2 separate regions of the Sus scrofa genome follow, and region 2 is linked to region 1. The links are chromatin contacts, called in public Hi-C maps. All regions are on one chromosome and are shown on one strand. Each heading gives the region's core, a stretch centred on a gene start, on an enhancer-like site or on the middle of the called end of the contact. The rest is flanking DNA. Distances are from core to core; before and after follow the strand shown. Region 1 overlaps DLGAP1 (disks large-associated protein 1). Region 2 holds the start of TGIF1 (TGFB induced factor homeobox 1).

Region 1 (3,722 bases), core at 63-2,562:
TAACCCACTGAGCAAGGGTAGGGACTGAACCCGCAGCCTCATGGTTCCTAGTCAGATTCATTAACCACTGCGCCACGACGGGAGCTCCGTGCGAATTTAATAGACAGGGTCTCGAGACCCAGGGAGATCTCACTAAACCCATATATATATATGATGGTAAGACAGAGGCTCAGGGCAGGTAACTGATTGCTCTAAGTCATGCAGCTACGAGGTGGTAGAGTTAGTGTTCTCTGGCCTCCAAATGCCACCTCTTTTCCTTCACTCAAATCACCTGGACTCATCTGCTATTAAACCTTAAATGCCTTGGCCAGTAAAGCTTAATGCTTTCTGTGACAAATTCCAGGAGACGGCTCCCAGCTGCAGGACCTGGGCAAAGGTGAGGAGGATGCATGCATGTGGATGGGTCAGCAAGGGGTGTGCCCATGCAGCTTGAAAACTGCTGCCAAAGGGAGAAACGCCGCAAAAAACACCACACGGGGAAAAATAACCGCCTTCTTTCAAAATATTTACAGCTCAACATGTACAGGCCACCCAAAGTGTGCTGGTCAGTGGTCCGCGCCCTGCTGGCCCCACGGGGAGAGGGTGGCCATCCCAGGGCCGCGGGGGCGGGGCCGGGGCTTCTGAGGGGACCCGGGCCGCTGCTGGCCTTCCCCCTGGTTAGTTTTGGCTCAAGGGAAGAGGCTGTGAGAACGATTTCCACCAGAGCCATCCTCCACGGAAACCGCAGGAACAGCTAACCTTTCCTCGGTCAAGTAGAAAAAAGCAGGGCCTGTGTGAGGGTGTAGGGGGCGGAGCGGGATGTGGACAGAGAGGGAGGGCTGCTGTAATAACTTTTGTAGTCATAGGACTTGCCAGTGGGTAGTTACTAGTATTCCAGACACTTCCTAATGCCAGACAAACGCCCAAGCCTCAGCTTGTCTGGCTCCGAGATCTATTCAGTCGATAGTAGCCGGGGAGAGCAGCGCTTTCTGCTGCAAATCAAACACAACATTGTTCTCAGAGGAAGAATGGCAAGGTTTGTTTCAGAGTCACAGATTTTTTTTTTTCCTGAGGCACCCGAGTTATTTTAACAAGTTGCTACAAAACTTGGGCTTCCTGAGGTGAGGCTTGTCGTGCACAGTGCGTGTACTGTCCCAAACCGGGGTGTGCGTGTGTGTGTGTGTGTGGGGGGGGGGGGTTAGAAAGTTAGTCATTAAAAAAAGAAAAGAAAGAAGGAAAGAAAAAAAAGCCCCAGGCACTCCATGCCTGGAAATGATGTCAGACGCAGCCACTCCTCTGTTAGAACTACAACCCAACAATGCTGGGCCGATCGCCGCAGCTGCGCTCCAAATGTCAGCGCCCAGCCCGGCCAAAGGGCTTGAAAGCCACCGAGCCCGAGGACTTTGTGCGTTACCTTTGTCGCCCACATTTTCCCCAAGCACTCGCAGGAACCTGGCAACAGGTAACGTGGCAACCTTTGCCTTCTAAAACGGCAGGCAGCAGGATTTCAGAGAACAAAAGGATTTTTTTTTTAAAGCCAGCGGCATCTCCCTCACCACCCCCCCTCCCTCCCAGCTCAGTCTGAGAAAACAAAGTATTGCTGCAGGCAGCCCGCTCTCGAGCGCCCCCTGGTGACCAATCTCGGAACATCACCGATGTACCTGGAAATCCGAGGCTCGGCTCCCAGGTAAGTCACAAGGAAGGGGGATGGCTTGGCTGCTTTTGTCTTCCAGAAAAAAACGCAAAGAGTAAGTCAAGACCCAGAATGTCTTGCTTTTTAATTTACCACCTTAAAATTAAGGGTAAGAGCTCTGGGTTGAGGGTGCTGACCTTCCCCCCCCCCCCCAGCAGCTGCTAGGGCAACAGTTTTTGTTACCTTGGCAAGTTGAAAAGCAAAAGCTGCTGCCGCTCTTTGGTTAAGTGGATGGCAGTGAGGATGAATAGCCAAGAAAACGAGGGTTCTGCTGGGTGGGACTGGCATTTTCCATTTTTATCTGAATTTGTCGATTGTTTGCAGAAGCCTTTCTCTCAGGTAGAAACATTTCTAATTCCCTTCACTGGTTTCCTGTTAGTTTATTTGCAAAGATGATTTAGGATTCCCAAACTGCTGGCCCAGCCTCCCAGAGAGCCTGCTTTGCAGCCCCACCTTAGCTCTTTTATCTCTGTGTGGGGCAAACACCCACGAAAATGCCCAGGGCAGTCTTTTTAACCAAGGCTTCTTCCTCTCCTGGGCTCCTCCCTCCTTCGGAGCAATCCGGTCCCTGATTTGGAGGAAGGATTACAGTTGTGAGGCCCTGGTAGCTCTAGTCAGTTGCAAGGGCAGCCCCCTTTGTCCCTTTCCGGAAATGTTAAGAAAACTAAGAAAGAGGTTCAGATCAAAGCCGCTGTTCTCTTCAGAAAGTTCCATTAATTAACTAAATTAAAGGAAGTTAAGTGTTGTTTGGAGGAAAGTCATTTTAGAAGGCCCAGGTCCAGGCACTGAGATCTGAAGCCTCTCATGGGAACCTTTAATGAAGCTTGGCAAGAAGTTAACCACTCTGAGAAATGGAGGGTTACCATATGTAAAACCAGTTCTTGCCTGAAATCAGTCATTTCAAAGGAACATCTTGAAAGGCAGCAGACATCTGGCTAGTCCTTGACTCGATCCTTTAACGTTCCAGATTACAAACCAAGGGCTCTGAGTAAGAATCATTTGACCAGTAGCTGAGGTGAGTCACAGCCTTCAGAGAACGAGGCACAAAGTTTCGTGTCAGGATGTTGAGAACACCAGGCTCACTCACTAATTTGCAAGGCATGGCCGTTGCTTCCAGGAGGGAAAGCCATCAGGATTTCACGGTTCATTTTCCCAGCCTCCCCAACAGGTGCTGTTGAGTCATCCACACACACCAGCGGCTGCCCTGGCAGTTTCATCTCTTGGGCTTAAATTTCCATTTGTTCCACAACTTGTTGAAGTGATTTCTACCACTACATCAGATATACCACTTCCTCTAGGACTTAGGGTGTTTTGGTTTTTTGTTTTTTTTTTTCCTCATGTTGGTAACTGTGCATATTTTTCAAAATCTGTCCCAGCCAGGTCAGCAGGTCTTCCTGGGTTGAATGGACTGTTGACAGGAAGGGAAGATTCAGGGCCGGCGGTCAGGGTTACAGAATTAAATAAGGTTTCCTGGGAGGGCAGACCGGTCTTGTGGGGAGACTACATGCCTAGGAGGGTCTGGGGTAAGGCTGGTGCCAGGAGCAGGGAGGACATTTTTTCTTTTAGGTGTCTCATCCACCAGCTCTCATTTCCATCACTTCTCAGCAGTACTTGCCTATGTTCTCTATTAGGTGAATCCCCGCCCCTGCCCCCAGACTGAGAGAAAGGAGTTGGTTAAGGATGTTAGGATCACAAGGTCAGGCATTGTTGTCCACTGTATCCGTGATGACCACAGTGCTTAGGACATGCATGGCACGTGGAACTATCTGGGTCAGTACTTGGTACATAGAGGAAGGAACAGAGACGAGAAGGGACTTCCTGGAGAAGAAGAAAAAGGGACTAATAATCAGGAAAGAAGGGTCAGCAGGGGTAGAAGTAAAATGAAGGCTCAGCAAAGCCATCCTCTGTGACCTTGGATGTTGCAACACCATCTGCCTTCACCAGTGGCTACTTCTGTTTGGCATCGGCCAAGTGCTGGCCAAGTGTGGTTGGAATTGGCCAACTTTTGACACGGAGCGAGCATGTGAAAACCCTACCTAGTATCAGCTGG
Region 2 (3,827 bases), core at 329-2,828, 100 kb before region 1:
CGTGAGCCACCAATCCCGGCCACAGCCAACCCTTCAAATGCGAGAAGCTAGCGGCCCGCTAACGGGCGGCCCCCTCCCGCCCTACATCTGTCTTGCGCTCCGGCGCAGCGGCTGATTCATCTCTAGCCAGGCCGGGAAGGAACTGCGCTCCAGCAAGTTGCAGGGGAGCCTCCGGGCTGGTGGTTTCCCCCAGGACCTTGTTTCTCCTTTTGCCATTTTAGATGTGTTCTCTTAGGTGCCGAGCAGTCGGCATACCACAGGAAAAAAACAAAACTGTAAGGTTGCTGCCTTCTTAAGAGTGACTTTTTTCCTTGTTTATTCATTTTAAGTCCTGTAATTGGAAAAACCACCCAGGCTTTGTAAACTCTGGCCTTAATTCACTCTCCGGTCGGGGGTGTCTTTTTTGGGGAGGGTGCGTGGGTGGGTGACTGGCTCTAATTTTCAGTGTAATCCTAAAACAGAGGCTCCAAAGTCTAGTTAGTCATCGTTTGGCTGCTTCATTCCTCCTTGGGCTGAACCTTATTTCCCCGGAGCTACTGCTGGGTTCTCCATCGAGGTTACAAAACAAAAACAGCACAGAGCAGAAACTGGAGACAGGCTTGGGCGCTGATGTCTTACTAGGTTTATTTATGTTTGGGGTTTTTTGTTGTTGTTGTTGTTGTTTTTAAGTGATGGGGAAGGTCTTAGTGTGGCATGTGACAGTTCATTTACTTCAAAACAACGGCACAGACACTCGCGAAAACTGCACCCAGAGGAGAGGGAGGGGAGGGGGCTTGCTTGCGTTTCTTGAAATCGTCCAGACAGCATCCGGTCTTTTTAAAGGGTTATTTCATCTAGGAACTCTTGTTGGAGTTCTCTCGACTCTCAACCAAAATAAGCCAACGGGAACACATGTTTACTTAATGGTTAGTTTCTGTTTGAAATGGGGGGTGGGGGCCCAGCAGGATTTAAGTCATAAAAAGTAGACTCTTTACCGAAACAGATGAGCAGCCCAGGGTGTGGTAGCCCCCTTCACATAGAGGCGGCAGCTGCCTGGGCCCGGAGTGTCCGGCCGAGTCTCAGCCGGGCAGGCGGAGCGTCCGGGCCGTCCCCAGGCAGAGACTTTTAAAGAGCATGTGAGCATGACAAGTGTCTGTCCGCAACGTGTTAGATTTCGAAACTGCCTTACAATCCAGTCCGGAACTCGCAGCTTTAGCCGGGAGGAACAGACTTTAGCCTGGGGTGTCTGTGTCTCATCCTCCCCCCTCGCCCCCCCTCCCCCGTAGCAGTTGGAGGAAGAGCCCCGGGAGGAGAAGGGTGCGCCGCGCCGCGCCCGCGTGTCAATGGCAGCCGCGCATTCTGGAAGAAGTTGGTTCTTGTCCCGAATACTTTTCCTACGGAGCTCCGCCCCTTGAATCAGCAGCCGCTGTCTTCTCCTGCGGCTAGAGCTGGGACCGTGGAGTTGAGGCAGCTGTCAAAAACGAAAGGAGCCTTTTCTTCCCCGGGGTGGAGGAGGGGACGGCCTTTTTCCCATCTGTTGCAATTTCGTAACCAAACCAAACCAAACCAAACGCACCCTCCCCAGCCCCGGGAAGAAAGGCCCACAGGAGAAACTCGCGGCGCTCGGCTGGTGTCGCCGCCGCTGCCGGGGCAGGCGGCGTGCGCGCAGCAGGGAGACCAGATCACGTTTCTGGGCTCCGCCACCCCCACGAGGGACGAGTGACAGCGGCCTGGGGGCGCGGAGTGAGGCGGCGCGGCTGCGGCGGCGCTCGGTGCCGTCCTCTCCGGCTGGAAGGTGCGGGGGAGGGGCGGAGGAGCGGCCGGGCGGGCGGGGGACGGGGCGGGCGGCTGGGGGCGGAGGCAGGACCTCCTGTACCTTCCCTCCTCGCCTCGCTCACTCTGACAGCGCTGAGGTGCGCCGAGCAGGAGCGGGGAACAAAGGAGCGGAGTGGGGAGGGGAGCGAGTTGGGCGAGGGAGAGACCCCGGCCGGCTGCCAGAAGATCCCGGCCGGAGGAAGCCCAAGTGTCACTTGAATTCCACCCAAGGAGCGGGCGCCTGGGATCGGAGCGCCTTGTTTAGCAATAACGGCTGGAGCGCGTCCTACAAGTTACGGGAGAGTCGGCCAGGAAGGAGGACAATCGCTTGGCCCCTCCACCCCCGCTCCTGGCCCCTCGAGACCCCAGCGCTGCCTCGCGCTGGAAGGGGAGCTCCAGAATGAAAAGCAAGAAAGGTGAGGCTCCACGGGCTGCGGGCGCGGGTCCCGGGGAAACGTGCTCGCGGGGCGGCCCTGGGCTTGGGGCGATAGTGACTTGGTGGACTTTTCCGCCCCAGTGGCTCGCCGGCCTCAGCGGCGACCGTCGTCTTTGTTGAGGCTGCGTCTGAAATGGCAGTTGCTCCTTTCCTTCTAGACACAACACGAGGGGCTGTTGTGGGGAGACGGGCCTCTCCACGCTGCTGGCACGTTGTCAAAAAACACGCGCACCGCCTTGTTTGTGCTCCTCCAAGTTTCATTGTCTCCGCCGATACCCCACACTCCGCAGAACCGCCGCGTGGCTTTTCGCTCTTTCTCGCGGGCAGGGGAGTGGGGTTCGGGTCGGGAGCACCTCCGCCCGGCTTTTCCAGGACAGGACCCGGGGTGGTCCGGACGTTGGAGCCGAGGCGCCTTTGTTTGAAAGTTGGGCTCCTGGGCCCCACTCACTCCCGGCCGGGCCCGCTCTACTCCAGGGATGGGGCGTTTTCACAATCGGAGGAATGCAACTCTGGACCCAAGATCGCTCCGAGGTGTCGGTACCTTTGGAAAACTAGACCTTTCAGGATTCCCAGACTCTTAAAAGTTTTCCCACGTTGAATTTGGGGCAAGAGGAAGAGTTAGCACTGAGGGCAAGCAGCGTGCAGTCAGAATGAGTCCAAGTGTGACATGCAAAGAGTGAGCCTGTCATTGTTTCCACCGAGCGCTCTGGCAGCCTTACAACTAAAAGTTGCCGTCAGTCAGATTTAAAAACAAAATACACAGGAAAAAAAAGGGGGGGAGGGAACCCACCACCACGAAAGGTCAAAGGATGTTAACTCCCTTTTGAAGTTAACTTTTGAGTCCCTGATTGGGAGGTTCCCCCAAACCTTCCGCCGTGGGCTGGAGTTGGCTTTTCTGTTGTGATTTATGTCGAGTGGTTCAAAACAGAAGTTAATCGCTCGGGGAAGCCAGCGCGGGCGGGGTGGGGTGGCGCTACTGCGCATGCCCAGCAGCGGCTGGAGTTTTTCTAGCTGCACATTCTTACAGACTCGTCCTGCAAATACAATTGAAACACTCATGTTAGTGGGGCAGCGTCGAACCCTAGAGGGTTCCTACGGCCACGCTTTCACCTTGAATTTCTGTTAATTTGATTCTGGGCTAGTGACTTTGTAACGCGCCCAACTCCCCACCTCCTGCTTCCCGGGAGAGAGTGGAACGAAAGGTCCACCCCGGGGCATTGGGGAGTTGTAGTGGAACTAACTCCTTCCGTTCCCTCCCTGGGGACCGTGAGAGCGAGCGCGGGTTTGGACGTTTAACTGAGCTCGGTGAGAAAACGCGCGCGGGGAGCGCCCCGGTGGCCTCGGGAGGCCCTGGCAACTCGTGGAGGACTGACAGGTCCAGATCGTCACTGGAAGGCATTCCCTCCCTCGTGGCGGAACTGACGGGATAAGTTGAGGGCTTGTTTATGACGAGCGCCTCCTGTGATCCGAGGCCAGAGCTGGGCTTGCGCCGGGGCGGGCTCCCTCATTGTTTGGGCTCCGGCGGGGGAGGCAATAGTTATCCCCCCCGACCACCCCCAAGGCTCTCGGGTACCCTCCCCGTGGCCCCTTGCCCTCC

Evidence for each region. A called contact is a pair of places that touch in the nucleus more often than the background predicts.
Region 2: a Hi-C map of embryonic fibroblasts shows a contact between it and region 1, with 2.8 times the contacts expected there. The contact joins the promoter of TGIF1 here to the enhancer-like site in region 1. A contact is called at or near these places in 2 of 5 promoter capture datasets (liver and skeletal muscle), 25 of 47 Hi-C or Micro-C datasets (adipocytes, alveolar macrophages, blood and 14 more) and 2 of 2 datasets of contacts at active chromatin or transcription factors (alveolar macrophages and skeletal muscle).

The regions. Positions count from the first base shown.
Region 1 is chr6:103,131,036-103,134,757 of Sscrofa11.1, reverse strand. All of the region lies in intron 7 of DLGAP1 (disks large-associated protein 1), which reads right to left. Among named protein-coding and RNA genes, the nearest start is that of TGIF1, 100 kb to the left of the region's middle. Within about 2 kb of position 1,312, at least 69 of the 83 cell types and tissues checked have an H3K27ac peak or open chromatin away from gene starts, as enhancers often do. A contact at or near this core is called in alveolar macrophages, embryonic fibroblasts, epiblast stem cells and 7 more, where this site is marked.
Region 2 is chr6:103,232,207-103,236,033 of Sscrofa11.1, reverse strand. TGIF1 (TGFB induced factor homeobox 1) reads left to right here and starts at 1,578. Exons shown (of 4, transcript NM_001244289.1): 1 at 1,578-1,774; 2 at 2,026-2,210. The coding sequence starts at 2,195.